Linked DNA regions of Danio rerio: region 2 is linked to region 1. The links are chromatin contacts, called in public Micro-C maps. All regions are on one chromosome and are shown on one strand. Each heading gives the region's core, a stretch centred on a gene start, on an enhancer-like site or on the middle of the called end of the contact. The rest is flanking DNA. Distances are from core to core; before and after follow the strand shown. Region 1 holds the start of slc27a4 (solute carrier family 27 member 4). Region 2 holds the start of exd3 (exonuclease 3'-5' domain containing 3).

Evidence for each region. Hi-C and Micro-C count contacts between places; a contact is called where the count stands out from the background.
Region 2: a contact with region 1 is called in a Micro-C map of caudal fin, with 6 times the contacts expected there. The contact joins the promoter of exd3 here to the promoter of slc27a4 in region 1. A contact is called at or near these places in 3 of 18 Hi-C or Micro-C datasets (caudal fin, embryo and hematopoietic stem cells).

Annotation. Positions count from the first base shown.
Region 1 is chr10:11,369,432-11,376,323 of GRCz12tu, reverse strand. slc27a4 (solute carrier family 27 member 4) reads right to left here and starts at 3,487. Exons shown (of 13, transcript NM_001017737.1): 1 at 3,198-3,487. swi5 (SWI5 homologous recombination repair protein) reads right to left here. Exons shown (of 5, transcript NM_001326527.1): 4 at 6,164-6,258; 5 at 5,066-5,795. The coding sequence ends at 5,731.
Region 2 is chr10:11,623,451-11,630,342 of GRCz12tu, reverse strand. It overlaps exd3 (exonuclease 3'-5' domain containing 3), which reads left to right and starts at 3,402. Exons shown (of 20, transcript XR_012386155.1): 1 at 3,402-3,480. It overlaps cdc37l1 (cell division cycle 37-like 1), which reads right to left and starts at 24. Exons shown (of 8, transcript NM_001109826.2): 1 at 1-24.

The DNA.
Region 1 (6,892 bases), core at 2,238-4,737:
GACTTATTAAAAACTTTGATTGACTAAAGACAAAACAAAAGATTGTAACAAAACTGAATATTAAATCTATAAGCATTTCGAAAAATTATTCATTAAATTCTCTCAATTTGGTCATACACATTTATTAGAACTTTGGTGTTCTTATCTATTACACAAAATTGACATATATTAATATGATGATGATGATGATTATTATTATTATTATTATATTAATAGTCTTATTGTGACATTTTACCTTATATGTATCAACACTTCAATAAACTGTGTATGAGTGGAAATATACCAAAGGTTAAATAATAACTGACAACAGAGGTAAAAGGCCACTGGTGTAAAAATGTGGCAACTAGTCCCGGTCAAATGAACAGATACGTAAACAATCCGCCGTTTCACACTTTCTCAATCTATTGACGGACAGAAATGACGGCCATACGTCATCATCCTCATCATCATCGTACTTTTCGCTGCAGCTGGGAAATCCTACAGTGTGCGACGCGTCTATATGTGTCCTGAAAGATGTTGAGGAGAATTTGAATGTCTGTTCAGACCTTTAACCGCATGACGACGCGAGACAAAATGATGACAGACGTGCTGTGGGTGCGGATGGATATTAAAGCAATGCAGAAGCCAGCATCATCCTCCTCATCTTCCACCTCATCATCATCATCATCATCAGGCGAGGGTTACCGCAGAGACCTGATTTGTTGCTCAAGCCCGGAAATCTGAGAGCACATTGGATGTACGGCACTGTTGGCACTCGTGCGCGCGACTCGGCTCATTCGAGCACTTAAGATTCAGTACTCTGATTCAGTGATTCATATGTGCCATCACGCGGTGGCAGCATTACATGCTGATGTTTTGAACCCGATTATGCTTTATTTACAAGAAGTAATTATACAACGTTTATTTCCTCAGATGAAGATATTTCAGCACAATTTAACTCAGTTTATAAAATTGTCATACAATGAAGTAGGCTACAGCAAACGTGTAAAGATAACGTTAGTTTTATATGAAGTACAGTGCTTAGCATAATGGAGTACACCCAATTTTGAAAATGTATATTTGTATCAATTTCTTAGTAAATATATGCAATGCATTTTGGTGCATTAATCAAAACAGATTTATTAAACAGATATACATATTAAAATAATGTTTAATTTACCAAACATATTCACAAATGAAAACATACTACAATTAAATTCAAGCAAAAAAAAAACTACAACATTTTAAAGTTTTTTTGCTTCTCTTGATTTTTGCTCTTTTTTATAATTGTATTTATTGTTTTCTATAACATTGTACATTTGGTTGTACTAGTTTTTTGACCGTTATCATAAGTTATTTTGTTAGATAAACTCCAGATTTGGCTTCCGTACTGACTAAACTAAAGTATATGTACAAATATATAATTGTAAAGCTTCATGTTAAAAATGTGAATTTAAAACAGATTTTTGAGGGGTGTACTGAGCACTTTATATTTGATATAGTGCATTAATGCCTACCCACTTTTTTCAGCAATACTTTTTTTCAAAATATTTAAAAGGTTTTTGATACAGCATCAAAAACTATGGAACAAGCCAATTGGGTATAAGGTGAATAAAGTGAATTACAATATTACAAACATTGTTTTTTTTTTTTTTTCAAAAACAAAGTGATGAAAATTAGACCAAAATAGATTTTATGATAGAAAGCTGCAAATGACACAATAAAATTAAATATAATGCAGAAATATTACATTAATCGCTTAACGATTTTGGTTGCATCTATAGAAATAATACATTTCAAGTTTTCAGCAAAGTTTGCACACATATATAATTAAGTTTTAGAAACACAGGGAGCTAAAGTTTGAACCCTCAGATTGGTGAAATTTTCTATGCAACACCTGCACATTGCTAATAAATTTACTGAATTAATACTAACAGATTGGTTTAACAAAGGCATAGCTTGCAATCTATTAACTGCCTTGGTGCTCATAACTTTTTCTGTATAAGTGTTTCTGCAGGTTTCACAAAGTTAAATTTAAGACTTTTAAAGACATTTTAAAGACCATTATGAATTAAATTTTTGCCTTACACAAGGCTAAATGCTAAAGATTTTTTTTTTTCGAACATCTTAGTTAAAAAAGACTTTCACTTGCCCTATCAAAAAATAATTAAAATTAAATACATTCAATGATACAATAATAATAATTTAGTTTGAATATTTCTTTTTGTAATTTCTAAATAAATCCATTCACAAACTCTATAACCCTTAACAAGAATAGAACAAAACATAGCTGTCAGTTACTTCAGCCTACAATAATAATGATTTAATAATAAAAATATAGGTCAGGTCAGTATCATCATAAGTAAATAAATGTAGAACTTTTAAGCAAATGTTAATTAAAAGCTTTTTGAAAATAAAAAGTTAAAAGCTTTATCGAGATGAATTGCTGTCAATTGTATGGGTGTAAATGGCCAGAGTAGGTTGCTATACATGAACACAGAAAAATTAAGACTTGTTGAAAAATATGTAAGACCTACAACACATGTCAGTAGATTTAAGACTTTTTAAAGCCTAAAATTTAGCTTTTAGAGATTTAAGACATTTTAAGACCCTGTAGACACCCTGTTCAGAGACCTAAAAGTTAACGTTAACCTATTTTTTGGTAATTGGGAGTTTAACATATTCAGAAATGTTTCCCAGCTCATTGCGCCTAAGAGTTCAGGATTCAGGTCGATTTGTGAACGAATCCATTCGCTTTAATGACTCGGTTGAAAAGATCCGACTCAAAAGAATGCTTCGCTCGCGAATCGGACATCACTACAGCAATGCAGTACACTGAGCTTCACTCTACAGTTACAATCACAAAACACGTTGTATGAAATTCAACTCGTACAGTCAGGCAATTAATTATATTATGCGTTTATACGATCGGTTATATTTGCTATGCGTGTTTCATACTGAAAAGGCCAGTGCGCATGAATGACATCCTATTTCCCTTTAGCTGGATTATGAGCAATTACACTGCTACACATGACACGGCATCCATCGGCAAACATAAGCAGAACACAATGCATATTGACGCTATAGTAAAATCAGTAAATTCATCTTTAACAAGCAACTGACAGCTCGCTATCATGACGATTAATGATACAGGAGATTCCGGAAATGACTAATGGCTAAAATATTTGAAATGTTGGTGTTTGTGGTCCGGGAAATACCTCGATTTTGGTCTTCTCTGTCACAATAACGTGTGTATTATGGCAGAAGGGGAACCTGTTCCGTACGATCCCACCTTGATCGGCTTAAGCGAAACCTCCACCGTTTACCTGCGCTGATACACACGCGCCGGTGTGTAACGGCCACTCGCCCGCCTTTTACCTATTTCCGCGGCTCCTATGGTAGACTTTGCTCCCGTTTATTTCATTTTTTCACTCTTATCTGTTATCGCTTCATTGTGGGGATAGCATGTAGCGCTGGTAATTCCAATGACCTTATAATTTTCTTACTTGCGCCCGCCTCCTCGCTATTCGCCGGTGCTGTGTGTACACATTGAATGACAGCGCTTTAAACCAATCGTGCTCTCAGAGCGCAGCCTTTTCGCTGTTGAAAGGCGGGGCTTAAAGTCCTGTCAAGGAAATGTGGCCCAGCCAGCGAATCATCACGACAGTTTCCACCCGGTAGTTGCAAAGCAGCTCTGCGGGACCATGAGGCATGATGGAGGAGGAGAACGAGAGCTATTGTCAGACATCTGTCCATCTGCAAGCCATTGTACTGGCAAAGACAGCTGTTTGTGAAAATTAAAAGAACGTAATGCACATGATAATACTAATGTGTAAGGAGACAGGATTTTAACTGAAATATATAGCAAAAGGACACGAGACTGTTGGTTTCATTCAAAATGCATGAATTGCAAACATTTCTATTTTAGTTTGAAGTATGTATTTTTTTTTCTGTGAAATTATTTTGACTATACTCCTGATTGCATGTAGCATTCGATACAAGTTAATTCACAGAAACAAACTGTGTATAATCGCTTATCTAAATGTAGCTCCTAAAACAACTTACCTATGTAGCTGACGTCACAAACCCCATTTATTTTTTCAGTTTGCATTTTAATGTTAACATGATTTGCCTAACAAATTACTTTCCACTGTGTTTCTTTGTACTGGTCACAACATTCATATATTTTTTTAGAATGGTCGATGAAAATCATGTGAGATAACAGTAACAAAAATTGATTTCATGTGGTATAAACACTTCACTGTGGATATCATGTTAGACAGCACCAGTGGTGGAAAGTCATGAAAAATCATACTCAAGTAAAAGTATAATTACTTACTTAATAATGTAGTGCAAGTAGAGTAAAAGTATCTGCTGTAAATATTACTCAAAGTATGAGTAAAAAGTAGCCCTTTAAGAAGTATTACACTGTGAAAAGGTGATGTTTTTACATGCAATTTATGCATGTGTGTGTGTAAACGTAACATTTTGACTATTTGACGATTTCAGTCATCGTACAGTAAACATTCGCCACCATCAATGGCATTCAGTCTAAACAGTCATTGCGTGTAAAGATTTTGGACATCATCTTCCTGGATACTTTCCAAACATATCTTCAAATTGTTCATAATAATGAAAAATTATTATTATTTGATAGGACTGGAATCAAAGAATTGATTTAATAATTTGTTTATCCCCATAGACAAGAAAAAAATTAAGTAATTACGCAGGTTGAAATAAAGTAGTGGAGTAAAAGTAGCGATATTGCACTAAAAGTGTATTCAAGGGAAAGTAAAAGTACACATTTTTAAAACTACCTAATAAATTACTAATCCTAAGAACAAAAAACTCAAGTACAGTAATTGGAGTATTTATAATTTGTTACTGGACAGCACAAATCAGTTTACAACTGTATAGTGATATGTACATTATCTACTATCAGCAAAGCAGATTTTTTATCTATGCAATCCAAAAATATTGAGACACAGGCCATAATTTATCTATCATAACTAGCTTATGGTGTACTTAGTTCACCTTTAGCACAGCTGGGACAGCTACGCAACATAACACATTAAGCAACCTCACAAATACTGCTTAAATTTATTTCATTAACTTTCAAATAAATGCATTTATTGGTAAAACAAAAATAATAATAACAATAATAAAGCAGAATTTATGACACAGTACTTCCCTAAAGGAACAGTTCACCCATAAATGAACCTTTCATCATTGTGCCAAATCTGACTTCCTTTCATTTGGAGAGCCCAAAATGAGACGTTTCGAAAAATGTTCATGTTGCTCTTTTCCATACAACGTGAGCAACTTCAAAGCTACATGTCATCTCGTTTTGGATTTCAAATCAAAATAAAAGGTAAGGAATTCATGACAGACATTGAATTTTTAAACAAATTTTCCTCTAATTCACCAGATTTGGATGACAACACAATGGCCATAGACACCTTTTCATGCACAATAATCTCGCGTGCATGATATCACGTCGCCTTTGGCATGAACACAATATGAGTAAAACGATGCTCAGAGAAAAACGTCAAACCAATTCTTATCACAGTGTTAACAAAAGACCTTTTTATTTCTTTGAAGGTTTGTATGTAAAATTAAATCAGAGTTAATTCAGACAGAAACTTCTTAATTAGGCTCATTCAGCCCAATAGCATGAAGAAAACACTGGTGTGTTCTGTATAAATACAAAGATATAACACTAACAGTATTATGAGGCCCTTCCAATCTCTGTCAGTCATCCAACTCAAGGCCAAAGTGACTGTACAAGTCTCGTGTGGTCACTCCACGCAGGCCGGCTGTAGGAAACACAGAGAGACAGTTGTCTTTATCAATGGTCACATGGGGAAAAATGACCCCCTCCAGCCCTCAGAGCAGCTGAAGTCACTGTGAGGCCGGAGAAACTCAGCATGCTGGGAGTCTAAAAGGGTCCATTATCTTACAGAATGCAGCGGTAATACCAGAGGATGCCATTATCATAATCTTGACACTGGTGAGAAATGCAGAGCGAGCGTACGGAGGCTGTAACCCACTTAGATGAGTGTGATGGCAGAAGTGTGTAGGCCACAAGTGTTTATGGAGAGGAGGTTATTGTGGTATGAATGTCTGGTAGCAGACTGGCAAAAAACACCTTTTAAAATGTATTATTAAAGGCATCACGTCTTACCTAGTCTGCCCAGTAGAGTTTGTCCGATGTCTTTGATGTCATTGTATTCATGCAGCAGGTCGATGTGCTGATCCAGCTCTTGTACAACAAATCCTCTGCAAACACAACCACACAGCAACGCTAGCTCAGTTTAATCTGCCAGTAAACCAATAGTGGGACAATAATGCAACTAAAAATAAGCAATCTTAAAATGGACATATTTTACATTTAAGATATTTTAGCTATTATCTTAAAAGAAACAAAACTAAATATATACAAAAAAAAAACTGCTATCTTAAAAGGTCCCATGAAATTAAAATAAACTTTTTAGATGTTAAAATCAGTATTGTTAGCTTGTAGGATATCTATAAGCTAATTTTCTCCAAAACAGTGACAAAATTTGCATTTAGAAGATATAAAACTGATATAAACATGTAAAGCATAGATCTCAAACTCAATTCCTGTAGGGCCGCAGCTCTGCACAGTTTTGCTCCAACCATAATCAAACACAGCTGATCCAGTGTTCAAAAAAGTCCTGAACACTTTGATTAGTTGCATTAGCTGTGTTAGATTAGGATTGGAGCAAAACTGTTCAGAGCTGTGGCCCTCAAGGCATTGAGTTTGAGATCTATCATGTAAAGCTTCTGCCTGAAGCTGCGGTCACACTGCACTTTTCTCCTCATAGACTTCCATTCATACGCATGCGGATGAGTCAGACCGGAAACGCAAGCACCTACGACAGGTTTTCCA
Region 2 (6,892 bases), core at 2,153-4,652, 250 kb before region 1:
CAGCACCAGTGGCGGTGTCTCTCTGCAGCTTTTTTTTTTTAGCTCTCTATGACAACTTCCGTGCTCTGACGCTGCCGCTCTCTCACGTGATCTTGGACGCTGATCACATGATAAAGTCCAGAGAAGAATGTCCAAAATTGTGATACACAACTAGGGTCACCCTGGGGAGAGCAAAGGGTCAGGGGAACACTCTCGCATAAATAACGTTTCGTGATTTGTTTTGTTTTTGTCATTGTTTAAAATAAATAAATATAATAATAATAATAATAATAATAAACATAACTTGTAAATAATGTAATAATAAAATAACAAATGAGGTTGGAGCAGCACCGTGGAGCAGTAGGTAGCACAATCACAGCAAAAAAGTAGCTTGTTCGAGCCCCAGCTTGATCTGTTGGCATTTTGCATGTTTGCATGTTCTCCCCGTGTTCGCGTGAGCGGGTTTCCTCCGGGTGCTCCGGTTTCCCCCACAAGTCCAAACACATGCGATCTAGGTGAATTGAATAAACTAAATCGGCCGTAGTGTGTGTGTGAGTGTGTGCAAGGCAGGCCCGTAGCTAGCCAGGTTAAAGGGGTGGTTCTTTTTTCTTAAAAAGTGGATCTTTTTGCTGCTATGCACCTCATTTACTATTTAATTATGAGATTTAAACACATTTTTAATCACAATTTTTAGCTGAAGTGTATTTTTAAAATACAAAATAGCCTACCTCAGTTTTACATGTATCCAAATAACTACAAAATAAAGCAGCCACAAATTTATCAAAATAAAATCCTGTATTTTTTATTTTGAAAATAGTACAAAATACTTTTACAAGGGAGCATAACATTTCTTCACAAACCTTTAGGCATATTGGATCAATCCCTCCACCATTAAACTAATTTAGTGAAGTAAACAATGATTATAACAGCTTTTCTCTGAGCATCACCTCTACTGTAAGAATAAAAAATGTAAGTTTTATAATCTACTTTTTGCAATTGTACTCTTCAATACACAATATAAAACTTGAGATCTCTGAAAATTTGGGAGTTTTTGACAAGTAGACTGGAATATTATTTAATATTTTTGTCTCATACTAATATACTACATGAAGGTTTGTAATTAACTATGAAGTGCACCTGCAGAATAGCTACTGGCATTTGAAACAGCCAATTTATTTCTGTAGGTATCGCCACTGTAGGACTTGCTTATGTTGTTTGTCTTATTTTCCTGTCTGATTTTGACCTGTCCCCGAATTTACCCCTGATATTTGTCTGTTACTTTCTTTCTATGTAATGTGTCATTTCCATCGATTCTCCAAGAATTGAATTTTCAAAATACAAAAATACAAGACAAAGTATTCTGATACAAAATATGAAGCCATTTTCATAAACCACGTCAAATACATTTAAAAATAAAAACTATTTTGTATTTAAAATACATATTTGACATTTTTTTAATCATATATTATATCTTAGAAAAAGAGAAGAAAAAAAATAATCTGTTTTAAATTAAAAACAAAGCCTATAATAAATATCATAATGGCCTGCACATTCAACTTTCCTCAGTCAGAATTTGTCCATTTGAATAATAATAATAATAACAATAATTATTATTATTATTATCAATAATAACAATAATGTAGAGCTTCACAGTTTTTCTAGTCTCTCTTGTAAAAAAAAGTACATTTGAAAATTAATTGATTACAACAATTGTATTTAAATTTTATTTTATTTTTAAGAGTTTTCAATGAGTGATTTTCACTATTTATGATGGCATAACAGTCAAATTAACACATGTATGGGACAAATTCTGGACCTTTGTCAGAGAGGGGTGGGTCTTATAAAAAAAATAATAAAATCTACAAATATATAATACAAATAAATGTACAACTGTCCCCATGTTTCTTGTTTTGGTATATTATTATCGTCATTTAGTGACAATAAAGGCTAAGTAACACCATTTGACGGAGATGAAGCTGACAGTGATCAACAATGCATTCTATCATTGCATGGTTTATGCTTGTTTTTGTGTGATTTTTTTTGAGGACGACAAGCTTAATTAAGATCCTGTCACATTTTTTATAAGAAAATGTCAATTTTAGGAATAATTTCCCATATATTTTGTATCTAAATATAAATAAACATTTTCTTAAATAATCTAATAATAATAATAATAATCGTTGTTGTTGTACTTCCTATTTTATGATGGTTAAGACTTTTATAAATGTTCTATTGGATAATGATTACATAATTATTTAATAATAAATGTGTTATTATTGTTACCATTATCATTCATTTATTCATTTTCTTGTCGGCTTAGTCCCTTTATTAATCCGGGGTCACCACAGCGGAATGAACCGCCAACTTATCCAGCAAGTTTTTAACGCAGCGGATGCCCTTCCAGCTGCAACCCATCTCTGGGAAACATACAGTACACACACACTCATACACTATGGGCAATTTAGCCTACCCAATTCACCTGTACCACATGTCTTTGGACTGTGGGGGAAACCGGAGCACCCGGAGGAAACCCACACGAAGGCAGGGAGAACATGCAAACTTCACACAAAAACGCCAACTGAGCCGAGGTTCGAACCAGCGACCCAGCGACCTTCTTGCTCTGAGGCGACAGCACTACCTACTGCACATCACTGCCTCGCCCTGTTACTATTATCATTGTTGTATAACACAAGATTTTAATTGACTTCTGCACATCTGTAATTTAATAGTAGTTTCATAGTGTTTTTTTAAAGACTTTTAGCCCACATTGAAAGAAAATGAGCAACATTTATTCATTCATTTTCCTCTGGCTTAGTCTCTTTATTCATCAGGGGTCACCACAGCGGAATGAACCGCCAACTTATCCAGCATATGTTTTCACAACGTATGCCCTTCCTGCTGCAACCCAGTACTGGAAGACATCCATACACTCTCATTGACACACATACACACGGCCAATTTAGCTTGTTCAGTTGACATATAGCGCATGTCTTGGACTTGTGGGGGAAACCGGAGCACCCGGAAAAACCCACGCCAATACACGGAGAACAAATTTGACAAATTTAGATTTATTGTTAGAAATTCAAGACCCACATGTACATTTTTTAAAAATAATATTAAAATGTGTTACTTTCTTAGGTTGATTACTGTCCTCGTGGTTTATAACAGCTGATGTTCACTTGACTCGTCAATAGATGTCGCCCGAATCCCGTTATTCTTTCTAAGCCACTAATTTGTAATTTCTCGATTATTCTGGCGCAACTATTACTGTCCCGTTTAATTTTTTTACTTTAGCTCGCATAATTGGGCCACTTTGACAGTTCTTTCCATCTTTACTAATTATACAAATATAAAGTTTACAAATATTTAAAGGGAACGCGTGTCACATCGTCAAATGTTGGCAATAAACCTTCAGCGAATTTAATGGTTCCGCCCGGATATACTGACAGATTTATCCAGCAACATTCAATCCCCTCGCAGCTTGACATCATCGTTATTTAAGTAAGTTGAATATTCATAACTGACACTGATTCTGGTGAAACATGTAAATACAGTCGCCTTGTTTTTAACGCCAGCAGCTGTCAATTTGTTTACGACTCATAATAAAGCACTTCACGCTTTCCTGCTAGCACGTTGAGATTAGCCACTTCAGTGCTGAAATTCATTTTATTGGATTCCGAGTTACGACGAGAACAACAAAATGTCATTTTAGAGGGCAACGACGTTGTGTTTTCGAAATACAGGCAGTACACGCCAACTTTCTATATGAAAGTGAGCACTGAAGATGTTATCGTGTGTTTTGTTCAGACTAAAACTCAGTCAGTTTTACTAGTTTTAAATGCATTTCTTAATGGCTGGGGTTTTCCATGTTAAGTCACGTTATATTTATAAATTTAGTCTATGTAATATGTTTTGTAAACACTTCTTACACTGCTAACAACTTAGATTCTATTTACTACTTCTTCTGGTTAAAAATGTGATCTGATAACTTAAGTTAATAATTATTTCTGTTCTCTTTTTATATAAAAAATGATTTCTTAATCAATCTTAATTTTTAATATATTTGTTGTTTTGTGTTTTTATATTGACAAAATCATTATTTAAAACACTTTCTAATCTGTTTTCTGTTTTACTTTTTAAATATAATATAGTATACAGATAATTATTATATAATATAGGAGCAATTGCATGCTAATGTCAACCTTGCCATGAAAAAAAACATTTCACCAAAATAGAGAAACCATTTTTAAAAAAAATTTTTTGTGTGTAGGCTTGTATTTTACAGTAATTTAGAAATACATAAAAATGTCTCTGTCAGTATTTTTAAACTATTAAATGTGGTTTACCAAAGTCACACAAGTGCCAATTTCACATCTGTCACATTCAAAACGGAGAGATGTCACATCCATAATGAAGCTTTTCCCTTATAAATGCAAAAAGTCAAATAAAATAAAATCAGTAATGTTTGTTCAAGAAAGAACCGACTCTTTTCCTTTTGATTAGCTTTGTTTCTTTTGGGCTGTGCAGTTTAATTCATAGAATTGTATACTGCAAACTCGCAAACTTTTTTGTCACATCCATACCGCATGTTTATTTTCCTCATTTAAAGTATAAAGCATGTTTATAGATTGATATTTTTCTGATCTCATAACTCTGTGGTCATTTGTTTTGGGAAATATAAGTAGTTGCTTCAGTGTAATGTTACTTTCTTTGTGAATTTATGTTTTGACTTTTACTGCAAATGTCACATCCATAACGCTGGAATTGCTCTTATAAGTCATTTTAAATTTCTTACATTGCTATTAATTTTTTGTTAAATAAAAATACAGGTCTAAATTAACAATTTTTATTTCTTATCTATTTTATATTCTGTTCTTTTTGATGAAAATAAAATGATTCTGGTTATATTATGTATAATACATAAATGGTTAACTGCATTAGACTGATCAAAGGAATTATCAGATTCCCATATATATTATTATTATTTTTATTTATTATATATTTTTCTATTCTATTTTTTTTGTTTTGATGACTTTTATGGTCATTTGTAAGTTGGTTGGGATTAAATCATCTGCTATTTTATTAAATGTAGCACACACACACACACACACACACACACACACACACACACACACACACACACACACACACACACACACAAACACATGTTGGTTTTGTGGTTTATGGTGATTCTCCATAGTAGGGCATTTTAATAGTGCATAAAGAAGTTTAATAAAGATTTTTATTGAACAATTTATACAATTAAGACTAAATTGTTTTGTTAAAATGTTACACTTGTTTTTTAAATTTCTGTAACTAAATACTGACTCTCTGCAGAAATTCATAAATCACTGTTTGTTTCACTTGAATATTTGTTCCATTGTGTTCATTAATGACTGTATTCTGTTTTTTTATATGTATATAATAAATTACATAAAAATACATTAAGTACATTTATATTTCACTCGCCTATAAAATCATCCCATTCACTCTAAAGCAGGGGTATCCAAACTTGGTCCTGGACCTGACCTGCAGATTTTAGCTTTAGTTTTAATGAAAAACACCTGAACCAGCTAATCAAGCTCCAGGCAGGTGTGTTGAGGGCGCTAAACTCTGCAGGACACCAGCCTTATCTCTATATTTATGCTGTTGCATTCAGAATTATTAGCCCCCCCCTTTCAATTATATATATAAACAGTTTAAGTCAGAATTATTAGCCCCCCTTTGATTTTTTTTAGGTCTTTTTAAATATTTCCCAAATTATGTTTTATGGGGCAAGGAAATTTTCACAGTATGTCTAATAATATTTTTTTCTTCTGGGAAAAGTCTTATTTATTTTATTTTGGCTAGAATACAAGCGGTTTTTAATTTTTTTTGAATTGGAAGGTGTGTCCAAACCTTTGGATATATATATATATATATATATATATATATATATATATATATATATATATATATATATATATATATATATATATATATATATATATATATTACATACACAGTTAAAGTCAGAATTATTAGCCCCCTTTTGATTTTTTTTTTCTTTTTTAAATATTTCCCAAATCATGTTTATCAGAGCAAGGAAGTTTTCACAGTATGTCTGATAATGTTTTTTTTCTCTAGAGAAAGTCTTATTTGTTTTATTTCAGCTAGAGTAAAAACTGTTTTTAATTTTTTAAACACCATTTTAAGGACAAAATAATTTTTTTCCCGACTGTCTACAGAACAAACCATCGTTATACAATAAATTGCCTAATTACCCTAACCTGCCTAGTTAACGAAATTAACCTAGTTAAGCCTTTAAATGTAACTTTAAGCTGTATAGAAGTGTCTTGAAATATATCTAGTAAAATATTATTTAATGTCATCATGGCAAAGATAAAATAAATCAGTTATTAGAATTGAGTTATTAAAATTATTATGTTTAGAAATGTGTTGAAAAAAATCTTCTCTCCTTTAAACAGAAATTAGGAAGAAAAAAAATAAACACGGGGTCTAATAATTCAGGGGGGCTTATAAATGTGACTATATACTTGACAATGTAAAATTTTTCCAATATCATGCAGCCCTACATCATAGGCATAATGTTCGTATCTTATGCTGTAAAAACTATTTTTACCTTACCATAACTCTACCCTTAATCTCAAGCCTTACAAGAAACCTGTGGCAGATTTTGAATGTGAAAAGACCCTGTTAAGTATTTTGACGGATGACACAAGTCATGTCCTCATAAACCACCTCAACATTGTAATACCTAAGTCATACCCATGTCATAATACAAATGTGACCTCATAAACTACCAAAACCAGTACACACACTTAATTGAGAATGTATGACACAATGCTGTTCAATGGCAGTTATAATGCTATGATTTTACTAAGTTCTATTTAAGAAAGTTGTCTTATAATGA